Regions from separate parts of the Anser cygnoides genome. Here region 2 is linked to region 1. Evidence: chromatin contacts called from public Hi-C data. All regions are on one chromosome and are shown on one strand. Each heading gives the region's core, a stretch centred on a gene start, on an enhancer-like site or on the middle of the called end of the contact. The rest is flanking DNA. Distances are from core to core; before and after follow the strand shown.

The links. A called contact is a pair of places that touch in the nucleus more often than the background predicts.
Region 2: a Hi-C map of liver shows a contact between it and region 1, with 1.9 times the contacts expected there. The contact joins two enhancer-like sites. A contact is called at or near these places in 2 of 7 Hi-C or Micro-C datasets (both in liver).

Annotation. Positions count from the first base shown.
Region 1 is chr2:107,396,377-107,400,425 of Taihu_goose_T2T_genome, reverse strand. All of the region lies in intron 3 of LDLRAD4 (low density lipoprotein receptor class A domain containing 4), which reads left to right. It overlaps LOC136790163 (a long non-coding RNA gene), which reads left to right. Exons shown (of 2, transcript XR_010829602.1): 1 at 1-4,049. Among named protein-coding and RNA genes, the nearest start is that of LDLRAD4, 120 kb to the left of the region's middle. Within about 2 kb of position 2,490, at least 2 of the 3 cell types and tissues checked have open chromatin away from gene starts, as enhancers often do. A contact at or near this core is called in liver, where this site is marked.
Region 2 is chr2:107,563,400-107,567,321 of Taihu_goose_T2T_genome, reverse strand. No RefSeq gene overlaps it. Among named protein-coding and RNA genes, the nearest start is that of LDLRAD4, 45 kb to the right of the region's middle. Within about 2 kb of position 2,106, at least 1 of the 3 cell types and tissues checked has open chromatin away from gene starts, as enhancers often do. A contact at or near this core is called in liver, where this site is marked.

The DNA.
Region 1 (4,049 bases), core at 1,241-3,740:
GGCAATTGAGAGACAAAAACAACATGGTGTGTAGTTAAAACATAAAGGCGACAAACTAACTCAGTGCCTGTATTAGGCTGAGAATGCATATTAGTATGGAAGAAGCTTCAGGAGTTTAAAAATAGTTTTTGGACACTTTGCAAATCTTACGACAGGCAGCGTTTTGGTAGGTTGTTCAAGCTTTACACGGTACTTAATATTTTTTTGTTTTAATATGTTTCTGCTAGGCTAGTAATTAAACACTTCAGTTGGATAGTCAAAGGATCTGCACGTTAACGTTGTATTAATTGCCCATCAAAGAATCCCAGGAATGTAAAAATCTTTTTTGCTTGTTTTATGTGTGTGTATATATACACAAACACACCATATTTAATGTATTAGTATTGTATATTTTCTGTGTGCAATAAAAATAATAACAAACATATAATACAGAATATTTATATTTTTAATTATGATAATAGGAATTGTGTGTATATTAAAATAAGCTTTACTGTCTCCTACATCACAGATGAAAATTTCATTGGCAGGTGTATTCTGAACAGTATAAAAGTATCGTAGCCCAACATTTTGACTTCATGAAATGATGGCTAAGTACATAGTAATAATCAGTATATTGGTCATTGCATTTCTTTCTTCTCAGAGGAATTTAAAATGTAGAACAGACTTGTGAATAGCACAGTGTTTCCTCAGGGTGATTAAAGGTTTTATTAATATCTAGCATTTTTAGATGCTACGGCAAAAATGTTATAATTGAACTTTTTCAATAATTTGTGTCTAATTATAAAGAACACTGTGTAAGTGGAATTTGATACTTTTCTGGAAGTTGAGGTTAAGGGTAAGCAGGAAGGAAAACCAGGTAATGAATTTTCTGAGGGGAAGAGCAGATAAGTGGTACATAAATATAACTTCCTCAGACACAGGCGCTGTGTTGGACTACCTGCCCTTATGCTAAAATTAAGCAAAATTTTGGCTATTACTGTGCAAGATCGGAAAAGCATCCCGTTCAGAATTGGCAGCTGTCTTATAATTACATTGTGGTTGTTAAACAGTCTGCTGCACGAAAAAGGTATCGCACTTGGCATCTGTTTGTTGAAGACAGTGTTATTTCATCTAGATTAAAATATAAAATCCCTTATTATTCACAGTGTTTGTGCTGTTCCTACTTGGGTTTCTTTATCTCTTTAGGACACGGGGAATGCTCTGTCTAGTAGATGAGACAAGTCTTTAATGGGTGACTTTAGTTCTGTTCTGCAAGAACTGAGGAAGAATAAAGAACAGACCAAATCATTTTCTATTATTTTTCTGTTCAGAAAAGCAAGAAGACTTCTTGTCTCTGGTTTGAAGTGCAGAGACGAGACTACTGCAGAAAACTTGACTTGCCCAATCCTTAGTCAAACAGCGAAACTGCTTTAAATTATATCCATCTTCAACATGAACTCAGCTAGCAAGACAAAACAATTTGAAGGTAAATTTGGAGTTTCTCTTCAAAGATGGTCTCTGGCATTTATAGAATACGCCTAAGAAAAATGATGGGGTGTCTCCACTTATGGTTAGTTCACGGGATACCTACATTTGCTAAACTATGTGAGAAAAGTACCCAAGCGCATAGCACTGACTTAAGAATGCAAAAAAAGCAACTTCTGCAATCCAGAGGGTTTTTTGTTTTTTTTTTGCCTTGTTTTGTTTTTTCCAGCAAGCATGCTGGCTCTGCTTTAGTTTCCTGCACCTGGCTGTAAAACAATAGACAATACAACTTGGACTCCATAATATAACCTTCCAAAATTTTGAAGGGTGTTATAAATAACTTACTGGTAAGTCAGAACAAGTCTAACATATCCTTGCTGTTATTTTTCCCCAGCATAGGTTGGCAATTTTTGTGCTGTTAGAATTTCAGGCAAAGGAGTAGTTTGAAAGTTGATATTCTGTCTTTGGTTTCATTAAAATGTTGGTTTTAGCAATCATTTATCAAGTTACTTCCTTCTGGATAGAAAAGAGGAGTCTGGCATATGCCTTCTTTCCCCTATTTCCCTCACTTCTTTCAAGTTTCAAAAGATACAGCTTTTAAAGGGTAAGGGTATTTTTCCTTTCAAAGAGGATGGGCACCTGGGGCTTCAGGTCTGGGACACGGCGGGGCAGTGCCCTGCCATGGTTTGTTCCCTGTCGTGGCATCGCTCCAAGCCCAAGCTGCCCTTGGCAGTGAGGGGGAGGTTAAGGATCGTGTTGTGTTCTCCCACAATGTTCATGATGTTATGCAAACAGCTATGTCAAGAATTTATTTATTGATCTAGCTTTTTTAAAGAGGAAATGTTAGGAAAAAAACTGACAACAGAGGGGAAAAACAGCCAGAAAGAAGAATTTTGGGTCCTATGAGATAAGTGTCGAACACTGATTCTTTGCAGAGAGCGCAGGAACACCAGCTGGCAATGCGTTTATTTTTGCTTCAGAATGTATTTGAGAAGTAAACAATTTAATAAACTTTCCATTTTAGTAGTTTTCAAGCCTTTTCTAGAAGGCAGCTATAAATCGTGTGAGAAAGATGTATAATTCTGTCTCTGGTATGCATCAAAGTTTTTATTGGTTAGTGACTTCAGTGCTGTTTTTTTTGTTGTTTGTTGTGTTTTTTGTTTTTTTTTTTTGGTGGGTCTGACAGTAGTATAGACCCCTTAAAACAAACAAAAATAAAGCTTCATATCTCTGAGTAAATCTCAAGTAAGTTTTCGCTCTTTACTATTTGGGATTTAGTGAAGTCTACAACTTTCAGACTGATGTACTGTCATTTGGGAAGTGTCTTTTAGGGCTCCCCAGCACAGGAGAGATGTGGACACACTGGAGAGAGAATCCATTAGTCATGAAGATGATCCTGGATCACCTCTTCTGTGAGGAGAGGCTGAGAGCTCCTCAGCCTGGAGAAGAGGAGGCTCTGGGGGATCTGTAATGTCTGTAAATATCCAAGGGGAAGGTGCAATGAGGATGGAGCCAGGCTCCTTGCAGTGGTGCCCAGTGGCAGGACAAGAGGCAGCGGGCACAGCTCTGAGCACCGGGCCGCACTTGTGTGCTGTGCGGGTGGCCGAGCACTGGCACAGGCTGCCCAGAGAGGCCGTGGGGTCTCCTCATGGAGACCTTCAGAAGCCGCCTGGACGTGGTGCTGGGCACCCTGCTCTGGGTGGCCCTGCTGGGGCAGGGGGCTGGGGCAGGGGGCCTCCAGAGGGACCTGACAGCCTCAGCCGTGCTGGGGTTCTGTGAAGATATGCCATATCTTTAAAGGAATTTTCTTGTACTGATTTTTTCCTCCTTCGTTTTTCATCTTCCTGTCCTGGAGATTTGCCTTATTTGAAGCTGTTGATTGCAAGCCAGTCTAAACCTTTAGTCTAGACAGATAAAGCTGCTGTTTGCAGCTTACCTTACTTGAAATCGTGGCAATTCCGCAGGTGCACAGAACTAGTTCTTAATAGATTTATTTTCCCTTCCCTTGTAGTTTGTGCCTGATTTTCCTATGCAGAGTGTCCACTGATCACTGAAATTGGTGAATCATCCTGTTTGTGCAGCATAACATCCAAGGCTGTGTCCATGCTGATGCAGTTATGATTGGTCAGATACCCACACTAACTTTCTGGGTGTCAGAAACACGATTGTATTAGTCTAGGAAAATTTCATGCTAATAAGGATAGGTAAATCCAAGTTAATTCAGTGCTCATACATGTTACTACACTGTCCTGTGTAAGCCAACCCTAAAGCTGTTGTTCCGGAGCCTAGCTATCGCCCTCATTTAATTTTGTCAGAAAGTTCTGACCCCCAGGATGGATAGGATATATCTGAGCAATTTTGCTGTTCCTGAACTGAAATAGAAAAAACAAGAATGTTTGTCCTGATAAACCATACCTCGGTTGGCCCTAAGGATGGTTTCCCTAAAGTGAACCTGAATTCTTGTTATTTAAGAAAAAAATCATTTTAATGGAAATTGGAAGGAGTTTTCATTTTGCTCCAGCAGAGTTCTTAATTTTACCGGCAAAAATAGGAGTAATTTCTCATCTGTCAATAATGCTCCTCTC
Region 2 (3,922 bases), core at 857-3,356, 170 kb before region 1:
TTGTTACGAAGCACACACAGATTACTGGGACACGCTGGGAAACGCAGCGCTTGATTCCTGATTGCAAACCACAGTTTGCAGACTGGAAATCGGGGTTCTCCCAGTTTGCCAGTAAAATGCAGGTGGGAGTCAACTCTGGTGATTATTAAGCCTGTGAGCTTTGGATGATTTTTGCAACATTCAGGACAAGCAGCCCCCGGACATATCACCCTGATTATTGGAAGCTGTTCTTTCCTGTATTGTTTGGTACTTCTTTGGCTCCCCGCTGATTAATCCAACATATGGTTGCTAAAATTATCTCTCACTGCTGTTTCTCTCCTTTGGCATTGATCCCTTGCTTCCCCATTTTCTGTCTCACCTGGTGACCCCAGCTCAAGCTGAGGGCCTTGGCCCTTGTGATCTTCACAGCGTGGCCTCCTTGGCCCTGGGTTGCCGGAGCAGCGTCCTGATGGCTTCCCGTCTCCTGCCGGCAGACTTGCACCTTCCCTTCAGCTTGACACTGGACAGAGGTGAGGCCAGAAAGGAAACCACCTCAACTTCAGAAGCACATTTGAGTTCAACAGGCACATGCTTAAAGTAAGAGAGCTCATGGTGTTATCCACTCCCTGCTACTTCTCCTGTTCCTTCCTGGCTCACACGTACGGTAAGGAAGGGAAAATATTCAGAGCCCCTCGTGGATGGGAATGTGGACTGAGACTGACGATGTGAATTTGTGGAAAGAGGGATTCTTTTCCCCGTGGTAATGGTGTGCGTCAATATTTTGGTGTTTAAACTTACAGCTTGTGGCTGTTGCACTTGTTGCCACCCGGCTTGGGCACAGCCGAGGGTCAGGTTGCCGAGGGGTGTCACAGCCCTGTGTCCCACGGGGGGGTCACGGAGATACGAGGAGCGGGATGGTGGCAGGAGGCTGGGTGGCGTTACTGCGGCTGTTACCAGCCCAAAGCTGGACAGCACCTGCGGGTGAGCGCTGCCTTCCTTCTGCGAGGCGGGGCCGAACCCTGCCTTGGGTTCGTGCCTGTGGGGCCGTGCCCGGAACGGGGTTTTCCTGTCTGGCAACATTTTTTGGAGATGTCACAAAATTTCTCATTCTGCACGGGACAAAATCGAGCCCGGAGCCAACCCCCCCCCCCCCCCCCCCCCAACACCGTGCCGTGCCAACCCTGCCTTCAGCACCGGCTGCGGAGGGAGGGGGGAGCCTCGGGCTGGCTGCTCTCACCTCACCCCAAAATTTGGGGAGGTGGGGGGAGGGATAAGGGGCGTTTTGGGGGGGCCGCAGCTCATCCCCCCGGCAGGGGGCGGTGTGGGCCGCCGAGCCGGGCTGTGCCGAGCCGGGCGGGGAGGGGAGGGGAGGGGAGGGGAGAGGAAGGGAGGGGAAGGAGCACAGCCGCCCCTCCCCCGCTTCCTCCTCCTCCTCCTCCTCCTCCTCCTCCTCCTCCTCCTCCTCCTCCTCCTCCTCCTCCTCCCTCCCTCGCGCCGGCGGCCCCGCGCCCGGCCGCCAGAGCCAGACTCGCCGCAGACAGGCGGCAGCCAGCGGGGCGGGCAGGGCGGGGGGAGGAGGAGGAGGAGGAGGAGGAGGAGGCGGCGGCGGCGGCGGCGAGGCTGGGGATGAGTTGGAGGCAGCCGCGGAGCCAGCCCCAGCGCGCCGAGGGAGGCTGCCGGGGGCGGCGGGCGCCCCGTCCGCTCGGCGGGGGCCGGGGGAGGTGAGTGCGGGGGGCACCGGGGGGGAGCGGCTGGGGGGGGGCCCGGGGTGGGGGGGGTGGCCCCCGGGGAGCTGATCGAGGCCGGATCGCCGAGATCGCTCCGGGGTTTTGGGGACCCGGGATTTTATGGTCCCGTGCTGCCCCCCCCCCCCGGCAGGGGCCGCGCTCCGGGCAGGCAACTTTGGCAGCAAGGACAAGGAGCGGGGGGGCTGCCGCCTTGGCGCACAAATGACCTATATTTGACAAAGTGACCCCCCCTCCTCCCCCCCCCCTTTTTTTTTTTTAAAGTTTATTAGCAGAAGTGTAGCCCTGCCTGCCGGGTCTGCCCGCAGCCCTCGCGTTGGATGCGTGCATCCCAAACCTCCGAGCCGGGCTCCCCGGCGTGTAGGTGGGTGGCTCTGGGGAGGGGGCGAGCGCACCGCTGTGGGTAGGCTTCGCCGGGGAATAAACAGGAAGCAGGCAAAATGCAAAAGTAACTTTTTTTTTTTTTTTTCTTCACTTGGGGGTGCATATTCTTAAATGAGTGCCCACAGCCGTAAAGGCTTTGCTGGGATCTTCCTCTCCAGAACGGTTCAGACCCTTTTGTGAGTAGCAAGTGATGGCTGTGCGAGAGAGCAGGAGGGATCTGGTGAATAATTTTATATGCCGCTAGAAATAGCGTTTGGTGTCGTAAAAGTTTTATTGATTTAAAGCATGGCTATCTTCCTGTCAGGAAGGAAAACTGAGAGGTTTATCTGTGCTTGCAAGCAGAAAAACTTTTGCATTAAACGTGTGGGGAATGGCAAGGTGCACCACGTAGCACGAAGAGTGTGCAGCGCCTTCCGTCTGAGGCTATAGCTGAGAAGGGAGAGAGTTTTCATCAGTAAGAAAGCCCGAGAGGCAATTACCGGTAGGCACAGACGAGGTAAGAACATAGATGCTGCCTAAGTACAGTAATGTACCTTTCTGGAAGGCGCCTTTGGCTTTTCATCCCTCAGCCCCTGAGTGGTGTTCGTACGGCAAGACTTGTCTTCTGCCTCCCCGCGTCGCTTCTTGGGTGAGGCTTGTAGGAAACGTGCTCCTTGCAACAACCCAGAATCGGTCAAACAACGGGTGGTGCACTGTTGAGTAGAGATGAATAACTGTGCGTGTGGTGCACACGCGTATGGTCCCCCTAATGAGAATATAAATATTAGGGCTTCGTGGCTGTGAGTACCAGGGGAAGGTTTGCTGGGAGGACAGCGCGCTGCTGGGGAGCGCTCTGACCGACCTCCCCACGTCCACGTTCACTGAATAGCGATGGTGCTCTCCCCATCCATGTCTGTGCCGGGGTGGTAGCACCAGGTATTAAGTTACTGCGATACATAAAGCGAGCAGTGTGAGGAGAACTGACATCGGAATGCGTCAAGTATGCGGTTATGTACAGAAGTAAAATTACATCTTCTTATATATTCTGCGTTTGTATCATCTTATTTAATTCTGATTCTTGGGTACGTGAAGACCATTGCTGCATACACATAAAGCACATTGGTATTCGCCGGTAAATTAAGATGCCCGTGCAGGCCTAAATGATGATGAATGCGTAACACAGAATGAGTTAACAATGTGAGACAGTATATTACAGACCATTGGTTTATGTTAATTGAAACATTACAGGCACTAGGCAGCGTTTGGCTGATGAAGCTTGAGTTCAGCCTTCGGTGGAAGCTGCAGGAGTAGAAGGAAATTGGGATTCAAGACTGAGGCATAGCAGAATTACATTTAGTGAGATGCAAATCATTGAGCAGTAGTCTAACCTAACAGTTTAGAGATAACCTGTCCCTTTGTGATTTTTAAGCAGATAAAATGCTGTTTTTTCTGCGTAGGACCATTAAGGCGAGACCTGAAAAGATGAGTTGTTGTTAGTTTTCTGCTCACTGAAGGTACCGTGTCTGTTTTATTTATTTATTTATTTATTTATTTTGAATGAGAATGAAGTTTCCCCTCTAATTTTCTTGTCCAAACTTTAGTTCTCTTTTTTACAGCTGCCCTGCAGTATTCTCTCTAGCGGCTGCTACCCTACCACCAAGAACTGGTTGCACTTGAGTGATGCTGTCTAAAATCATTGGGAGTACTTTCAGGATATGTAAATCAGAAATAAGTAAATTATTATTAAAAAAAAAAAAAAAGGAAGTGTCTGAGAGATTGTATTGAATTAAATTACTTTTGAGAGAATTGAAGTGCTAAAAAACGCATGCCTGCCC